3 separate regions of the Zea mays genome follow, and all the other regions are linked to region 3. A link is a contact called in public Hi-C data. All regions are on one chromosome and are shown on one strand. The core of a region is the stretch at or near the end of the contact, and the rest is flanking DNA. Distances in the headings are between cores, read along the strand shown.

The links. A called contact is a pair of places that touch in the nucleus more often than the background predicts.
Region 1: a Hi-C map of tassel shows a contact between it and region 3, with 2.6 times the contacts expected there. The contact joins the promoter of LOC100272928 here to the promoter of LOC100272406 in region 3. A contact is called at or near these places in 2 of 25 Hi-C or Micro-C datasets (leaf and tassel).
Region 2: a Hi-C map of tassel shows a contact between it and region 3, with 4 times the contacts expected there. The contact joins the promoter of LOC103627575 here to the promoter of LOC100272406 in region 3. A contact is called at or near these places in 3 of 25 Hi-C or Micro-C datasets (ear, leaf and tassel).

The regions. Positions count from the first base shown.
Region 1 is chr5:206,943,028-206,946,178 of Zm-B73-REFERENCE-NAM-5.0, forward strand. It overlaps LOC100272928, which reads right to left and starts at 1,667. Exons shown (of 4, transcript NM_001147380.1): 1 at 1,257-1,667; 2 at 78-348. The coding sequence starts at 1,417.
Region 2 is chr5:206,235,196-206,238,604 of Zm-B73-REFERENCE-NAM-5.0, forward strand. It overlaps LOC103627575 (probable protein phosphatase 2C 26), which reads left to right and starts at 2,015. Exons shown (of 5, transcript NM_001357211.1): 1 at 2,015-3,409. The coding sequence starts at 2,208.
Region 3 is chr5:206,649,499-206,653,132 of Zm-B73-REFERENCE-NAM-5.0, forward strand. LOC100272406 reads left to right here and starts at 2,057. Exons shown (of 3, transcript NM_001146884.1): 1 at 2,057-2,715; 2 at 3,196-3,634. The coding sequence starts at 2,353.

The DNA.
Region 1 (3,151 bases), core at 417-2,916, 290 kb after region 3:
TGAGCATAAGGCATCATTCCATGTTTGAGCATTTGTCATAACAGCGTTTCAACTAATAATGCACGTCCTGCCGTTACCTGCTTTTGGAAGAACGTGAGCTTGTCTGGCCACAACGAGAAGACCAGTGGTTTCCCTACTAGCTTGGACAGGAAATAACAGGAAGAAGCACCGGCAGTGGCAGCAAAGATCACCAGGGCTAGACCACCGAGCTGCCCAAAGAGGGCCCCGGCAAGCAGGGACATGAAAATGGTCCCTGGGATCATGAACGTCTGCATGAATATGTACACGGCACAGTAGCCCACCAGCACCTGGATGGTGTAGTCACTGCTGTAGCCCTCCAGATGGACACTGCAAGGCAGGAGATCCACTTTCCACAGTTAGAGACATTGGAACTGAAACATACATAATCCTACAGAAACATATTGGCAACACTCTGAACTCATACCGACTACCGAGTAACAGATGCTCGATTGTACTGACAGATGATAACTTCATCAGGAAACAAAGATGTACCGAGACTTTACTGCTGAACTGACAAAAAAGAATCAAAACTGTAGCGCTGTATTCTACATTTACTGGTGATCTGACCTTACAAATATCAGCGACTTCAACATTTGTTAACTTATAAATGATGACAAGGAAGATGTGCTCACGTGTGTACGCAAGAGTACAACGTGCTGTGTGAGCTAACAGAAAGGCACGCACGGACACACCACAAAACACGCTGTGAACAGGTTCAAAACATACGACACGGACAGTTACAGCTGGTCAGAAACCAAATATCGAAAAGAAAGGATTGCAAACTCCACCGACCCCGAAAATTACGGAATTTATTATTTTTTTCAATGAATGAAGGGGACCACACACAACAAAGTGCATGAACCTACTTGGATTTGGATAAACATGTTATAAATTCGCATTCTACCTATACTGTATTGCTGAATAATATAACTTGGCCATATTAAACATGACAAGGAGCACAGCAGTTTTTTTTTTTTGCTACAAGATACGCCTACACTGGCAATCTACCAATGCGACCCAACAAAGAACAGCTTGAAGATCGCATATCTGTTTGTCTTGCTAGACTGACGGGTTAATTAGAACGGTCGAAGTAGGATTTAGGCCATTTGTTAAGCTTTAAATCACAAAAGGGAGGAAAACAAAACAATTCTAAAATTTAAACAAAAGTGAAAAATTGGCTTGGGCCTTGAGGGTATCAAATTAGATCAAATAACGAATGGAGAGGGTTGGATTACGTGAGGACTTGGAGCTCCTGGAGGTTGCGGGGGAGCTTGAGGAAGCTGTAGTCGGAGCGAGGCATGGAGATGTAGACGCCAGCCAGCCCCGCAGCGAAGACGGCAGCCACGCCAGCGAGCAGCGCCGCTTCCCACACCGGGAACCCGTCATCCCTCGCCATCTCGTCCTCTTCCTCCTCCCCTCTTCCAACTGCGAACTCTAGCGTGGTTTGGCCGCTAGGCGAGGTCGCGAGCTTGCGGGGGGAACGAGCTAGAACTACAGGCCAGACCGCCAGGGAACGAGATCCTCTGACGTGGGGGTGGTCACTGCCGCGTGGCCCCCGCGTGCGACAGGGCCCGCGCGCAGTGACCCTACTGCCCCTGCAGTACGTCAGAGGAACCGGCTCCGACCGCCAGAGGAGAGGGGGGAACAAGAGGTAGGGGAGGAGACAGGACAGTGGAGACCGCCGTAGCCTTATATACTAGACTTCAGTCACAATTCTCTTCCCTGTCTGGTCGATTTGAAGAAACGCCGAGATTTTGGAATAACCACTTCTCCTATATTCCTATATTTCACTTCTCTATATTCTTATAATTAGCTAATTAGTACAATTAAATTGTTGTTTTTATAATTTACGAATTGTCTTTATATCATGACATATCAAATACTGTACTTGTCTAACTATAGAAATAATTGTTAATTGCTTTTGTGCCGACGTAAATTAGATTTTGTTGGGTCTATACTTTTATCTAACAGGTTTTCAATTCTTAAAAGTTAAAGCTGCAGAATATACCTACATAAAATACAACGAACCGAATCTATAACTTTAACTAGGTATATGCCCGTGCGTTGCAACGGGCAATACTAATGCATGCATAGGTCATTGTTTAGTGAGGTAATCAACCGGCAGGGTGACACTTGTGTATGTATAGATCATTGATCATTGTTTAGTGATGTTATCAACCAAACTTCATGCGTCGGGTCGACATGCGAGGGAGGTGACATTGGGAGGCAGGCTCGGGGGGGACGGGGCGTCGGGTGTGTGGGACCACGAATTGCGTCGGGAGGTAGATTGGAGGGCGTTAGGTGGATGGAGGCCGTGACATGTGGAACGTGGCGCGGTTAGAGCGAGAGGCGGGAAGAGGCGGAGGAGGCCGGGTGTGGACAGTTCTGGCAAAGTGGCCTTAGGCGAGTCGTGACTGCGTCTGCTACCCGAGCTTGGCCTCGGATGAGTCGTACTGCGTCTGCTGCCCGGGCTTGGCCTCGGATGAGTCGTGACTGCCTGTCCCGCTCGGGCTTGGCCTCAGATGAGTCGTGATTATGTCTCCCGCTCGAGGGTGTTCTCAGGAGAGTCATGACTGCGTCTCCCGCTGGGCTTGGCCTTGGGCGATTCTTGACAGCCTCTCCCGCCCGAGAGTGGTCTCGAGCGAGTCATGACTGTGTATCCCACCGGAGGATGGCCTCAGGCGAGTTGTGACTACTTGTCTTGTCGGAGGTTGGCCTTGGACCAGTCGTGACTGTCTATCCCACTCGCAGATGGCCTCGAGCGAGTCATTACTTCCTGTCCCGCCCGCAGATGGCCTCAGGCGAGTTGTGACTATCTGTCCCACCTGAGGATGGCCACAGACGAGTCGTGACTACGTCTCCCGCCAGGGGTTGCCCTTGGGCGAGTCATGACTGCATGTGCCACCCGAGGGTGGCCTCAGGCGAGTCGTGACTGACTGTCTAGCCAGGGCTTGGCCTCGGTTGAGTCGTGACTGCGTCTCCCGTTGGGGGTTGGCCTCGGGCAAGTCGTGACTGCCTGTCTCGTCCGAGAATGGCCTCAGGCGAGACGTGGTTGCCTGTCTCACTCAGGCTTGGCCTCGGACGAGTCGTGATTGTGTCTCCCGCCTGAGGGTGGCCTCGGGCGAGTCGT
Region 2 (3,409 bases), core at 765-3,264, 410 kb before region 3:
ACTAAACTCTTAGAGCCTCATCGAAGCTCCTCCTAAATTTAAAAATGTGCAAACTATTATATATGTCTACTACGAATGATTATTGATATCATATCGTTGTAACACTTTAATTTAGCCACTCCTAACTTTTTTTTTTCAGTTCCGCTTCCGTCCCAGCCTGCTGTGTCGTTAAAACATTACAGTACTTCTTTTGTTTGTCTTGGCACATGTGGAGTCTCTGATTTTTTTCAACCAACTTTTCGATCTCATACACTTGTCTGTTGCTTGCTGAGATTTCACAGCGGGACGGGGGACAAGTAGAGGCCAAAAAACAATGGGAACGCAGTTCGGCACACTGAATTTTGACTTGCCAGGTGCCCTCAGAGATCAGAATCCAATGCTCCCTGACGGCCTGACCCCCTCTCGCTGTCTTTCGCCCCCTCCCCCCTACTACACTCACGTGAAACATCCTGTGGAAGTCTTCTGTTCCTCCGTTTGCCCATGTTTTTGTCCTTTGTTTGTTGTTGGTGCCGTTGCGCTGACAGCTGGGTTTGGAAGAGTGAAATACGTTGTTCAAATTAGTTAGTTGCTCGCATATTACTATGGTTTTATATCATGTATGTAAATCTTACTTAAATAAGTTTTTTATTAAAACACGATTCTATTTTTTAGTTTTAAATTATTAGCATATATATTTACAATATCTATTTTATAGAAGCCAAACTCTTTATATCAAGTGAGTAGGGTTCAAATCCGCTATATCCTATTTTTTGGATATTCTATGTGGGAGGATAAATTTATTCGACCGCTAACGCACGAAGAAACTCACGCTTAAATGTAGTAGAGAGGTATTTATTTAAGCAGAGATATTGAAGGCTGAAATCTGGTAGCGTAGAACCTACTCATTTCGTTCTTAAATTATTTTTTATTAAACCACTATAAAATATCTTGATGACTCCCAATTTCTAGGAATACTTTAAACAAACAGTTTAGCAAAACTAAAATATGTACAATACATTTAAGAGTATGACAAATATATATAAAAAATAAAATTTTTTTAATATAGGTATTTATATATAAAGAACTTGATTTAGAGGACGTGTTGTTGGAGACGAAGAATATAGAGTACACAATATAAATTCTATGATGAGATAGGAGTTAGAAAATAAAGCTGAAAAAGCCTAAGGCCCCGTTCGGCAGGCCAGCGTCCAAACCAGGCCAGGATCGAAAGCAGCCCAGGATCAAGTGATACATGTGTTATCACTAATTCCTGGTCACTAGTCCAGGAACCAATCCAGGAGGTAGCTCACCAGGACTCGTTCCAGACTAAGAATTGAGCGAAAGGAATTCAAATCAGGTGGGTCTGTTTCTGGTCCAGATTAAAACGAACGGCTCTAGTAGACTGGGCCGGATTCTAAGCCGGGTTGATTCATCCCGCCCGGAAAGAGGCCGGGAATAGGCCGTTCCAGCCGAAACGAACGACGCCTAAACCGTATCCTTGTCAAACGCAGGCACACTTTGTAAACCGTGCCTGACATTTTTCTTTGAGACCGACGAGGAGCCCACTAGGGCGCCGGTCATCCAGTTCGAGGTCCCTAGGCTCTAGCTGGCCCGCCAAAGCCATCCAATTTGCCGCGCCACCGCGCGAATTTACTCATATGCCCCTGGGTGGAGTCCCATCTGCCGTAATTAAACCGAGTACGGGTGGCAGACTGGAAGGACAAGCGTTGACTTAATGACTACTCTCCCCTCCGCAGTCCGCACCCTCCACGTCAACACCGCGCCGCCACGTCACTGCTTCCCCTTTCTGCTCTCTACAGCCGTGCAGCGTGAGGAAGGCGGGTGCGGTTGCGCCGCTGCGGACAAAACGACCACACACAAGGCCACAACCACAAGTCCACAACCATACAAGCTCCACCTGGCAGCTGGCACGGCGCTCTTCCGGTCTCCCGGGGCTCGGCTCGTGTCTTGAATTTTTTTGCATGGGAAACATTGAGGAAGACTGATTTTGTCAAACGGACCCCGTGGCCACTGCAACTGCCAACTGCAAGTCATCGCTCACGGCGCACTCGCGCACGGCGCACTCTTCGGCTCCTCCCCTCCTCGGCAGTGCGGCACTGCGGCGTATACTAGTAATAAAAAGGTACTCGGTCTCGGAGTAGCTTGGCGAGTGCTCCACATCGTCTGCTTGGCTGCTTTCCACCGCCGGAGACGGAGTGTCGGATGCCATGGGCAGCGGCGCGTCGCGGCTGCTCACCGCGTGCGCGTGCTCGCGGCCGCCGCCGGCGCCAGCGGACGACGGGCCGTGCCTGGACGACGCGCTCGGCCACTCCTTCTGCTACGCCGCCAGCTCCGCCGCCGCCGCCGCCGCGGGCCATTCGTCATCCTTCCGCCACGCCATCTCCGGCGCCGCGCTCTCCGCCAACTCCTCAGTGCCCGTGCCGATCTACCAATCCTCCGTCGCCGGCGGCATGCCGCCGCAGTACCACTCCGCGTTCCACACTTCCTCGTCGTTCTCCTCCGCGCCGCTGCAGCTATCCAACCTCTCCTCGGGGCCGCTCTTCCTCTCCGGGCCCATCGACCGCGGCGCCCAGCTCTCCGGCCCGCTCGACCAGGCCGTGCCCTTCTCGGGCCCGCTCCCCGCGAAGCCCACCAAGCCCGCTCGCCCCTCGTCGTCGCGAGGGTTCTCGAGGAGGTTCAGGAAACCCTCGTTCGGCAGCCTGCGGCGGAGCATCTCGGAGAAGAACCGACCATGCGTCGTGCCGCTCCGCCGGGAGGACGGCGTTCAGTGGGCGCACGGCCGCGCCGGGGAGGACAGGGTCCACGTGGTTGTCTCCGAGGATCAGCGCTGGCTTTTCGTCGGCATCTATGACGGCTTCAACGGCCCCGAGGCCCCGGACTTCCTGGTCGCTAATCTCTACCGCTTCCTGCTGCGCGAGCTCCGTGGGATCTTCTACAAAGAGGCCGATCCGGAATCCAAGCGACTGTGGCAGTTCCTGGCGGATGGCGAGGACGAGGATAGCGAACTCGACTTCTCGGGCTCCGGCCGGTTCGCGCTATCGCTTGCCAGGCTCAAGGAGCAGAGGCATCCCTTGTGGGCCCATGCGGCCGCCGCTGGCGATGGTCAAAGCGGCAGGGAGTGGGGAGTTAAGAGGTTGACGGCCGCACCGGCGGTGAGGGATCACAGGGCGGTACTGAGCGCACTGGCCCGGGCGCTAGCTACGACGGAGTCGGCGTACCTGGACATGACCAGTCAGTCAATGGGATCCCACCCAGAGCTGGCAGTGACCGGAGCTTGCCTGCTCGTGGTCCTGTTGAGGGATGACGACGTGTATGTAATGAACCTTGGGGATAGCCGTGCCATTGTGGCGCAGCGACGGGACGACGAAGATTGCTTGATTGGGAGCATTCCGGTGGAGGACATTGGTGT
Region 3 (3,634 bases), core at 807-3,306:
GAGAATCTGGTATTTCGAAAGTTTGCATGTGGGCATGCGCTGCATGAGTTCCAACTTCCAAGACATTTTACATTTGGTTGTTGTGTCTACAGATTTTGATATATACTACTCCCTCAGTTCTAAATTATAAGATGTTTTAACTTTTTCTAGATTTATAGTATTGGTTGTGTACCTAGATATATACTATGTCTAGATATATACATAAGCGAAAGGTAAAAAAACCAGAAATGAAATGATAAAACATCTTACAAGTTAAAATGGAATAAGTACTCACTGTTACAAGAGCAGAGACCCAGGAAACCGACGGTAGAAAATTAGAAATGGATGGCGAACCTTGCCGGTCATATTAAACTTTTACCGTCTTTGTCTTCTTGTTGTATTACACTCCAGATGAGCAGATTGTTCTATGAACCCAAGCGGCAATAATTGATGGTGAAACACGCGTACGGAGATATATACTCCCCTCCATCCTAATAAAGAGTTAAAGACAACACAATTCAAGATTTGAACCAACTCCAAAGTTATTCAGTAGTTGTGGGAGTCCCCCTCCTCCCGGCGATTGTCAGAATTTCTTAAATTTAGCTAAATTCATATGAAAATAGCAAAAACATATTTATTTCTTCAAATAAGATCATAACAGAAATATATTCTATAATTAGTCAAATAATATATATTCGGTAGTATAAGTGTTATTATTTTTTATATAGATTTATTAAATTTAAAAATATTTAACTTCTCGAATATATATATATATATATATATATATATATATATATATATATATATATATATATATATATATATATATATATATATATATATATATATATATAGGCTAGCGGACTGGCTCTTTTATTGACGGTGTTTTAAGTGTCTAACGTTAAATTTTAGGGCATGGTTTCCACATGCATGTACTTAATAAGCTTCAAAGGTGAACTGCATTGCACACTTGCCGGCTTGACGCATTGTTTGCTAGCCTGTCTCTCTGGTCATACTACAAGATTAGCTGAAAAGCTGCGCAGATTCTCGCCGGACAGTATACTAATCGGATGCTGTCATTTGGGGGTTCGTCGGCACGTCCCGTGTCCTCTAGCTGCCAGCCGCACCTTTTTGCCATGTGTGCTTGCATGTACTGTCTCGAATCCGTTGCACGTACGTACGTATGCATTGTGAGTAAACAGGGGGGGGGGGGGGGGGGGGGGGGTCACCCCGCCCCGCCAGCAAACGCGCGCGCGCATGTCCCGGTACGGTGTCCCCGTAGCCTGGACAAGGACAACGTCACCGTAGGTACTATGCATGGTAAAATCAGGGCGAGTACGGCGTGAATGAATCAATGTCGACAAACAGCTATAGCTAGCGCGTGTGTCCGAGAAGTTTAGCCGAGCCCTGAATTCGTGGGCTGGTGATTGGTGTGGTCGATGCATGATTGACCGCTCTAGGACTTACGGTACCCTCCGACCTCGCGTAGCACTAGCACTAGCACAGAAGTAGTGCAAGCCAACGTTGTTACTCATGTGACCTGCTGCTTTCTCTATACTGTTAATCCATGTGACCTTGGTACTTACCACTGTCTCCAGCTGCTGCATCTCGTGTGATGGATTGGTCCTCTAATCCTCTTCACGGGCATAACCGGTCTGGTTCTCAGTTCCTTGTAGTATTGCACAGTACGTGCAGGCAGCTGGCAGTGGCACCTCATTAATCCTGGTGCTAATTGTCCTAGTCGCGCCATTAATCTCCCAGCTGAGACTAACACCACCATATTCACCGTACCATCTCTGACCTTTCTTGCAGTTGCAGCTAGCTCCTCCACGGTTCTTTTTCTGAGCTCTGCTAGTCTGCTACCCTACCCAACACGGCGCGGCGTAGGGCGTAGCACATAAAAAGAACGCAGCTTTTGGCCACATTTGATGCCCATGAGTCACTGTTGGCGCTGCCGATTTGCCGAAGCCACGGCTAGTAGCTCCTCCACCTACATGCATCCACTGTTCGTCTTCGTCGCCTCAAACCTTATCCTTCCCCCCGGCCCGTATACTCAGCCCACCACTAGGGAGAGAAAGAAACATACGCATGCCACCAACGCAAGGACCTCAGATCCTCAGATACGCATCAGTTGGCACCAGCGGCAAAGCTGCGGCGGCGAAGAGCGATAAGTAGTAGACCGGGGGGCGGTGCGGCGTGCAGCGCGCTAATAGGCGAACCCCGCACGCAGACGCAGGCGCAGCTAGCTTCGCAACAAGTAAACGATACCTCGCGTCGCCAAGAGCTTACCGACACCGAGAAGCAGCCACGCGCTCGCGGAGCTAGAGCTAGAGCCTAGAGCTAGAGCGCGAGAGCGACCGTCGGCCACTCGCCATGTCGGCGCTAGTGGACGCGCTGTGCGCGCCGCCCAGCGACACCGCGCTCGTCTACGACACCTTCAACGCGGCCAACTTCCTCTTCGACGCCGCCGCGTTCTGTGACGGCGCCGGCATTGTCGCCGCCCCGGCGTCCGCGCACCAGGCGCCCGTGGAGGCGCAGGCAGCGACGACGTCGGCGGCGCCGACGACGACGGCTAGGGCCAGGAAGCGGCGGCGGCGGCCGAGGAGCTGCAAGTCCAGGGAGGAGACCGAGACCCAGCGGATGACGCACATCGCCGTCGAGCGCAACCGCCGCCGCCAGATGAACGAGTACCTCGCCGCGCTCCGCTCCATCATGCCGGAGGCCTACGTCCAGAGGGTACGCGCGCGCGCAGCAAGAGGACACCGTCTCGTGTCAAGCGTGTTCCTTTCTTCTGTTCTCTACCTGTTCTTCCAGTGTTCGACGACACAGGAAGAAAGCGACGGCGGAGCAACCGTGGCGGGGAATGTTTCTTCTCCCGAAAGAGACCCGCCACTTTCGAGTTTCATGCAATGCAATGCAATGCCTCCCCTTTTTCTAGGTCAAACGTGACTATTTTACGCCTGCCATTCACTACCTACCTTTAAGCCTTTAATTCTCTTCACTGTTGGATTTCTTTGTTCAGTCTTGGCGGGGGCACCAACAAACCATGCATTAATGTGTCCCCCTCTCTTCCATTGACTTATCTCTCGCTCTTGCAGAGAATAACTCCTCCTCTCTTCCATTCAATGCTCCTTGATGTAGTAGTAGTAGTAATAACTCCTGCTGGCTCCATGGTCCAATTCCTGACAAAACTAACGGTTCCGGAAACATTCGCAGGGCGACCAAGCTTCCATCGTCGGAGGGGCAATCGAGTTCGTGAAGGAGCTGGAGCAGCAGGTCCAGTGCCTCGAGGCGCAGAAGCGGAAGCTGCTGGTTCACCAGCGCGTGGCGGCGGCGAAGCCTGCAGACGCGACGCCAATGCGCGCCAGCAGCAGCGGCGCCAGGGCCTGCTGCGCGGATTCGGCGGCGGCGGCGGCGACGACGAGCAACTGCAGCAGCGGCTTGACGACGGAGGACGCGGCGGCGGACCACGCGCTGCCGCCGCCCCCGTTCGCGCAGTTCTTCACGTACCCGCAGTACGTGTGGTGCCACTCGGCGGCGCGCGACCCCGCGGAGGAGGAGGACGGGCGGCGGTCAGGGGTGGCCGACGTCGAGGTGACCCTGGTGGAGACGCACGCCAGCGTCCGAGTGATGACGGCGCGGCGGCCCGGGCAGC